Linked DNA regions of Sus scrofa: all the other regions are linked to region 1. Evidence: chromatin contacts called from public targeted proximity ligation data. All regions are on one chromosome and are shown on one strand. The core of a region is the stretch at or near the end of the contact, and the rest is flanking DNA. Distances in the headings are between cores, read along the strand shown.

Evidence for each region.
Region 2: a targeted proximity ligation map of skeletal muscle shows a contact between it and region 1. A contact is called at or near these places in 3 of 47 Hi-C or Micro-C datasets (epiblast stem cells, heart right ventricle and skeletal muscle) and 1 of 2 datasets of targeted methods (skeletal muscle).
Region 3: a contact with region 1 is called in a targeted proximity ligation map of skeletal muscle. A contact is called at or near these places in 3 of 47 Hi-C or Micro-C datasets (psoas muscle and skeletal muscle) and 1 of 2 datasets of targeted methods (skeletal muscle).

What each region holds. Positions count from the first base shown.
Region 1 is chr4:61,605,127-61,607,826 of Sscrofa11.1, forward strand. No RefSeq gene overlaps it. Among named protein-coding and RNA genes, the nearest start is that of GDAP1, 10 kb to the left of the region's middle.
Region 2 is chr4:61,674,278-61,676,977 of Sscrofa11.1, forward strand. The region is part of intron 2 of JPH1 (junctophilin-1); the gene reads left to right. Among named protein-coding and RNA genes, the nearest start is that of JPH1, 47 kb to the left of the region's middle.
Region 3 is chr4:61,696,277-61,698,976 of Sscrofa11.1, forward strand. All of the region lies in intron 3 of JPH1 (junctophilin-1), which reads left to right. Among named protein-coding and RNA genes, the nearest start is that of JPH1, 69 kb to the left of the region's middle.

The DNA of each region.
Region 1 (2,700 bases), core at 140-2,639:
CAGGTCATCCTCCAGGACACTTTTTTTTATCACCTTCTTTTTATGCTGAAAGGCATCTTCCCCAGGATTTAAGGTCATTTGGCATTTATCCTGGTAATTCAAATTAGAATATTTAATAATACATTGGAGTTTATTTGTTCAATGTCCTTGCTTTTGTCTTCTTTTAGTCACTAAATAATAAGCGGAGAAGTTAATTTATGCCTGCATTGTCCCTGGCCACATGAGAAAGATGGCATTAAAACTCAGAGACATAAGCTTTAAAGAAAGAAAATGCTAATGTTGCAAGGATTGCACTAAGTCAGATTTTGCTCATTGAAAGTATAAATAGGACAAGATAAGGTTCTGGGCAGCAGTGGGTCCCAGGCACCGAATAGTCATCCATGTTCCTTTGGCACCAACTTCAACACACTGGCATGATTTCTTTTTTCTTAGCCACCCAACGTCACCAGGGTCGTTGAGAGAACAAACACGAGAGCCAGTGCTGTAACAACTACTTCACTTATCTTGTTAGTCTTAATCAGATCCTAAAGAAGCAGAGTAGTGACAAGAAAATAAAATGCTAAAGTTTCTAGCGAGATACCAAAATCTAAAACAACATTTCATTTCATTTTTCACTTACAGTATCTCCCAAATAAAAGCAATTATGGTGATCCAGGGGAAAAAGCTTAATTTAAGTCCTAAGCATGGAACGGAAACAAATGGAAGCATGGAATTGAATCTGTACCTGTTCAAGCTACAGGAGGGACACAGGTGGCACATAGCCACAGTGACACGGGTGAACTGTGTGACCTTGGACTGGGTTGGAGAGACCAAGTGAACCCCAAAGATCCAGAGAGAAGGAGGTGGGCTTGATAAGAAATGATATCCTTTTAGAGCAGGGAGGTGTATCAAAAAAAGGGAAAGTGGTCAATTCAGGTGATGCTTTGGTTTTCAAAAGGCAGGGGGGGAAATTGGGTACCTATATATTAGCTTAAAATGTTTTTCGTCTAAAAAGAGACTGTATGCAAGTTATGAAAATATGAAAGCCCTGTGTGACCAATTCCACGTGGCCAAAGAAAGGAAAGATGGTAAAACCACAACCACCCAGAGACACTGCTGTATATTGTATGAAACTGAAATACACGTCGAAGAAATGGTGGGGAGTCAGGTCGCTGGGCTGGCAAAGGGAGGACCTGGAGAGTTTTGAAGGGAGGGAGACGCGGCTTCCTCCAAGACCTCCTGGAGCAAAGGTGCTGATTCTGTACAACCAAGGGGCTGAAATCCGATGGGCCCGCTTTAAATAACTGATGACCCACAAGAGCCCTCTTTTTCACCTTCCCCCTTACGCATGTGCCTTGATGGCTGTGGCAGCTGCAGATAACAGCAAGTTCTCAGGCAGACATGCAGGGAAGTTCTGGGCTCAGCTCTCAAGAGCCCTGAGCCAGCTGTCCGGAAAGCAGCAGCCGATTTAGAACACATTCCCCTGTGGCCAGAAGGGGGCCGAGTCCCCTCCAGCCCTGCGGTGGGGTCCGTGCCACCCTCCTTTGTGTACTAAGTCACCCCAAATCAAGAGGCTCTGTCAGGTAACTTTTTCTGCATGAATCCTCTATACCCCTGAGCCAGCCCCATGTAGCCAGGAGGCTGGTTAGGTGCCGCAAATGTGATCCCTGTCTGTCGCTTCGGCCTCAGCAGAAGAGCTAGCGACATGACCATATTTATTGCTGTTGCTATTCTGGGGTCTGGATGACGTTTTTCTCCCCTTGTGGCTGAGCACTGCCCGTTCATCTTTCACCGCTCCCCTCCAAGTCTGCGAGGCTCAAACCAGCGATGCAAATAGACTCTATCGGGAAGAAAGTTAAAATGAGAAGTTCTGAAGTATTCCCAAATCTATTTGCTGTGTGGCATGAAAAGTTATAAATTCTGTGGTCTTGTCTTCGAAATGTGTACTGTTAGCATCCCACTCTTATCACAAACTGCACTTGGTAGGACCTTGGCTAAGGAAAGAGAACGTGCGGTGGATAAACGGGGAGGGAAAACAATCTGGCTGATAAGCACTGCTTGGAAATTTGGCAAATGTTGACTTTTCCACCCTTGAGTGTTGGGAGTGTCCAAATGTTACCAGAACACTTGAAGCTTTTCACTTGCCTCGGGCTCTTCCTTACTAAGACACTCCTCTTTTGTGACGCAAAAGGGGCTAATTGACACGCCACAGAAACTCCTATTAAGGATACAATAGTGCAGGGCACAGGTGACACGGCTCCTAGAAAGTAACTATATACAGACTTTCTAAATGAAGAGCTTAGAGACATAAATAACTAATTACTGCATCATTGCGGGATGCACCCAATGAGCGTGATTCTGACTCGACCACTGACCCTTCTTCCTTACTGATTGCTCAGATCTTCCACCTTAGCTCATAATCCCCCCGAGTTCAGCCTCACCTGGCTGATCATCTGCCCTTGGCAATGGTTACATCTCTAGCTCTGCTAAAATGACTCTTCAGATTTCCTGAGCCATGCCGCAAATCCACTCTGTCACTCACAAGACAGCAGAACATTTTAAGGGAGGCAGTGGGTTGCAGAGCTGCGGGCATGGGCTCTGGAGCCAACCGCCTGGGTTTGAATCCCCCGCTGGGCCTTGGCCCAGTTGGGGCACCTCTTTAAACCTCCATTTCCTCTGTAAAATTAGGGCGATAACAGTAACCTCCTTCTAGGGTTGTTG
Region 2 (2,700 bases), core at 19-2,518, 69 kb after region 1:
TCCCATTTTTTTCCACCCATCTTTGGGCCCCTGCCCCAAACCCAGATATTTGACCTGTGCCCCTTTACTTTCAGCACCTACCACCTGTGGTTTTATTGGTCTGTTTAATGTTAGCTCCTCGCCCAGGCTCCTAAAGAAATGGGATGTAATTTCTCTTCTCCTGTACTCTGTGATTCCTAGAAATAATGACACCTAAGCCCTTTGTTTATGGTAATCTTGGAGCAGGTATGATCTGTCTGTGTGTTAGTTGGTAATCATCACAGAGAAGCCACAATATCATCAAAACTGAACTGTTAATAAGGAAGATAATAAAAATATGTCCTCAAAAGCACGAATAGGGGTTGCCGTTTGTGACTCAGTGGAAACAAACCCAACTAATCCACTAACTCGGGAGGTGGATTTGACCCCCTCACTCAGGGGATTAAGGATCTGACGATGCAGTGAGCTGCAGTATAGGTTGCAGACACGGCTTGCCTCTGGCGTTGCTGTAGCTCCTATTCAACCCCTAGCCCGAGAACTTCCATATGCCACACGTGTGGCCCTAAAAATAATAATCATCATTTAAGTTATTTTCTAAAAGCCAACATGGGTCTCTCCTGCCTTGATTCTGACCTAAAAAGTTGTCTGACCACGACCTTTCCGTCCCTGTGTTCTGGGAGCTGGGAGTGCAGAAAAGCCCCCTCAATTCCTGGTTGTGTGAGGACCGTCCTGGTGGCTGTGAGAGCAGTCACACTCCAGGATCTGAGGGTCCTTTAGGGACATTATGCTCCCATTATCTGTGGTGATGTAGCCAAAATTATACTCCCGTTGGCAGCAATCCCATGGCAGGTCCTTGATCCAGACTTGTAAATGCGTGATTTACTCGAAATAGTTGTGCATGGTGATGGTGAAAGAGTGGCCCCTCCCACTTGTTTTCTTTGCCACGTTCCCTTTTACGAATGAGCTTGGACAGCATTTTAGGGAAAAAACTAAAAAGATTTAGGTGGTTTTATTACCTGAAAGAACACCAGGGAGCCCGGGGGGGAACACACTGGGGACAAACCAAATGGCATTTTCTCTACTGGAATTTGGAAACGCTTAGAGCACTAAGGGTACTGTGGGATTTATTTTGAGTTGTGTTTGCCTGATATTCAGAACATAATGATCCTCGGTAACACTTGTGTGCCTTCTAGTAAAAACGGGCATCTCCGTTCAGATCCATTTTCTTCGTGCCTGTTTTGCTACTAGGCAGATAAATTTGAAAGCTTGCAGCCCTGACTGCATGTAACCAGATAGTCTTGCCATGGGCCCCTCCTTTGTTAGGGACATTTAAAAATGGTTTCATATTAATTCACCAGTCTACGTGGGTGCATGTTTTTTTAACGTGACATTTCTAAGCTGGTTTTCTGGCTCATTCCAAAAAACAGAAGCCCCGTCTGTTATTTACTACCTGCCTGGGCAGTCAGATTTATTCGGCAAAATGTGCAGTAGAATCTTGGCAGTTTGCAGGTAAAGTCTGGTGGCTCCAGTAGTTAAAGTAAATACCTCCAGAGTAAATAGGCAGAAATCCTGGTTTCTGTACTGCAGCTCCCTAGAGGGGCTACAAGAAAAAGATCACTACTCCGATTTTAATGCCCCTGCCAGCAAAACGAACATGTCCACCCCAGCCTTTGTACAGTAAGGTCTCAAGGCAAAAGTCCTGGGCTTGGCAAATATTTCCTTAATAAAATAAAATATTTCCTTAAAACTGTAACTGTCTTCAGATCTTCATAATAGATTCTAGCTTTCGGCTAGCTTTGAACTGTGAAAGCTGGCAAGACCTCAACAACAGCTCCCTAGAAAAGTGGTTTTTGACCTTTTATTTAACTTTTAATGATTTTAGGGGGGCATTTCCAGCCTCTTCTTCTCTGAAGCAACAGTTTGACTCGAGGAAGCATGTACACCTTCTGTCTAGCACAGAAGTATGTAAACCTATGGCAGTGGATGGGGGGAGCGGTTGCGAGAGAGGTTAGAACCAAAAGTGTCTTAGAATGTCCACTTCTAAAAGCTCAGAAACTTGAGAGAGCTGGCTTTTGACAGCCATGCAATTTCCCATTAGGCTCTCTTGGTAGAGGCATTTCGTTTTATAGAAATTCGCATCTGCGGTTCAGCCTTTGAGAAATTATTTTGCAGATATTTCAGGCGCACGCAGCCGGGGAGCTGGAGGCATCTTCTTCCTTTCCTTTCGTTATTGTGTTTGTGTCTCAGAGTTGGGGGTGACTGCTCTTGGGTCCCTGCCACGTGTCATCGCTGCCAGAAGTCCACCCCGCTGCACCTCTTGCGGGGGTAAACACCTGAGAAGCCGGGAATGGGAGCTAAGCCAGCGTGTGTGACACAGAAACTCACGCAGGCAGCTCGTACAAAGCCGGCACACAATTGGAGTGTGTCGAAACGGGAAAAGGTGCCACGTGAATTTGCCATGTTTCTTCGCAGAGCAGGCCAATTTAAATATAGCCTACTACCACAGCTTGTCCAGAATTAAAATAGCCCAGAACAAGTGGCAAATGGCAGGGAGCGGGAATCTTTGCCAAGGGATGGCTAAGGGATGGGAAAAGGGGCTTTTGAGGTGGTTTGTACAGGCTCAGAGAGCAACAGCAGATAGGACACCCTGGGATCCTGCTTCATCACTTCAATTTCAGGTCAGCATAACTGCCCAGAGCGTGGAAGAGAAGACTGGTTAAA
Region 3 (2,700 bases), core at 170-2,669, 91 kb after region 1:
TTGTGAGGTGATGGACATGTTAATTAGCTTGATGACTGTGATCATTTCACAATGCATACCAAAAAAAAAAAAAAAAAAAAACCAGAGTTCCCGTTGTGGTGCAGTGGTTAACGAATCCAACTAGTAACCATGAGGTTGCAGGTTCGATCCCTGCCCTTGCTCAGTGGGTTAAGGATCCAGCGTTGCTGTGGCTCTGACGTAGGCCAGTGGCTGCAGCTCCGATTCGACCCCTAACCTTGGAATCTCCATATGCCACTGGAGCGGCCCTAGAAAAGGCAAAAAGACGAAAAAAAAAAAAAGTATTAGTCCATAGTTCAATTAAAAACTAAGGAAAAAACACAGCCGAGTGGGAATGGCTCCATCACCAAAGGGCTAAGTTGTCACAGATCATGAAAAGCATACAAGTAGATGTATGTGAATGTGCTTGTGGATGATTGCCTCCGTACACAGAAACCTAAGTTGCCATGAGTATGAGTGACACAGTGAGCTGTCCCCTTAGAACTCAGAAATAAGGTCGCCCTCTGAGAGTTCACCTCTAACATGAGCCCAGGAGACTGCATGGAAATATCCCAAGTGACCATTAAGTGATAGCATCACTATAGCACAGCAAGATTTCCTTGCAACCTGACTGTGTATTCAAACCTCGGAAGATTGGGTCACCCACAGCGGTATAGAAAAAGAGTCACAGAGGCAGACATTGGCAGTGCCCATCCACACACCTTCCAGAGGAGAGCAAAGCTGTGGCCAAAACCTTGGAGCGTTGCAGTTGCATTGGCAAGGACGTTTCTATTATGGGGAAGGATGCAGGGAGCTCTAGCCAACCATGTATGGCTTTATTGGCAAGATGATCCGAATGAGGAAATGGGCACATCAGCCTAGCTCAGCCCGATGCCATCAGATACTTGCTTCATCTCGTGCTCCCGCCCTGATTCCACATTCACCAGTAACCTTCTAATTTTGGTGGAGCTTCCCTTAGAGGTCTGCCAGCAGGGCGAGCCTGCCCAGGTGGTATCCGTGCAAGCTCCTGGCCTTTGTGAAGTGTGCGTTGCTCGTTGTAAACTGATGAACTGGCCTTCTGGAGTTATACATCAGTCTTGTGAGCCTTGGTCATGTGAGTCGGCCCCAAGGGATGGCTGTACTTCAAAGTGCTGATGAAACCGGGTTTCTAAGCCAGGAAAGCTGAGACGAGACTTTGGATGGGTCACTAAGGAAGTAGTGGGGACTCGGACACAGGGGAAGGATGATTGGAAAACTCTATGTCTGACTCTTTGCCCCACGGTTGTGATTTCCTTTCCATCGCGATTCATATTTTAAGTGATGTTTATCAGTTGTGGGAGGCGGCTGGTCATGAGATTAAAAAGAGACTCTGTTAAATGTATTACTGAGAGCCCTCTTGGGGGGGTAGTAGCCTTGGCAACGCCCTCGTCAGGCTTTGTCTTCCTGTGTGTAAACATGTGTATTAGTCACCATGGGTTGCTGTAACAAGCTACCATAGACTAGATGGTTTATACAATGGACATTTATTTTTTTCCGAGTTTTGGAGGCTGGGAGTCCAAGATCAGGGTGTCAGCATGGTTGGGTTCTGGTGATGGCCACCTTCCTGGCCCACACCTGGCTGCCTTCTCACTGTGTCCTCATACATGCATGTACCTGGAGAAAGAGAACTCGGGTGTCTCTTCCTCTTTTTTTTTTTTTCTTTTTTTTCTTTTTAGGGCCACACCGGCAGCATACAGAGATTCCCAGGCTAGGGGATCTACTCGGAGCTACAGCTGCCAGCCTACACCACAGCCACAGCAATGCCAGATCCGAGCTGCATCTGCAACCTACACCACAGTTCACGGCAATGCCGGATCCTTAATCCACTGAGCGAGGCCAGGGATCGAACCCGCAACCTCGTGTCATGGTTCCTAGTCAGATTCGTTTCCACTGTGCCACAGTGGGAACTCCTCTTGCTCTTTTTATAAGAGCATTAAGCTCATCACAACTCTCGCCCTCATGAACTTAACCTGAATTACCTCCCAATGGCCCCACCTCCAAATATCACATTGGGGGTTGGGGTTTCAACATGTGGATTTGGGGGGAGGGGGTGACAAAGTACTCAGTATATAATAGCGTGTGTGTACGCACATGCATACAGTATGTTGATGACTTAAAGTGAAGACTTCTGGTAAGAATTAGAAGTCTTAAGAATTGTCTGTGCCTATCATTAATATGTAACATTTGGGGTTAAGAAAAAAGAAGTCTCTTGGAATAGATGACTTTTAAACTCTCTTTCCAAACCCCAAATTCCAAATATGAATTTTTTTCATAGAAAAAGGGAAACAGAATAATCCACTGGTCAAGGTGAAATTAATAATTCATGGGTTTGGTTTGCTGGTTATTCTTTTTTTTTTTTTTTTTTTTCTCTTTTTGTCACTTCTTGGGCCACTCTTGTGGCATATGGAGGTTCCCAGGCTAGATGTCTAATCGGAGCTGTAGCCACCGGCTTATGCCAGAGCCACAGCAAGGCGGGATCCAAGCCGAGTCTGCAGCCTACACCACAGCTCACAGCAACTCCAGATCCTTAACCCACTGAGCAAGGCCAGGGATGGAGCCCACAACCTCTTGCTTGCTAGTCGGATTCGTTAACCACTGCACCACAATGGGAACTCCCTGCTGGTTATTCTTACCACTTGTTCATTCCAGTGTATTCGGTTCCAC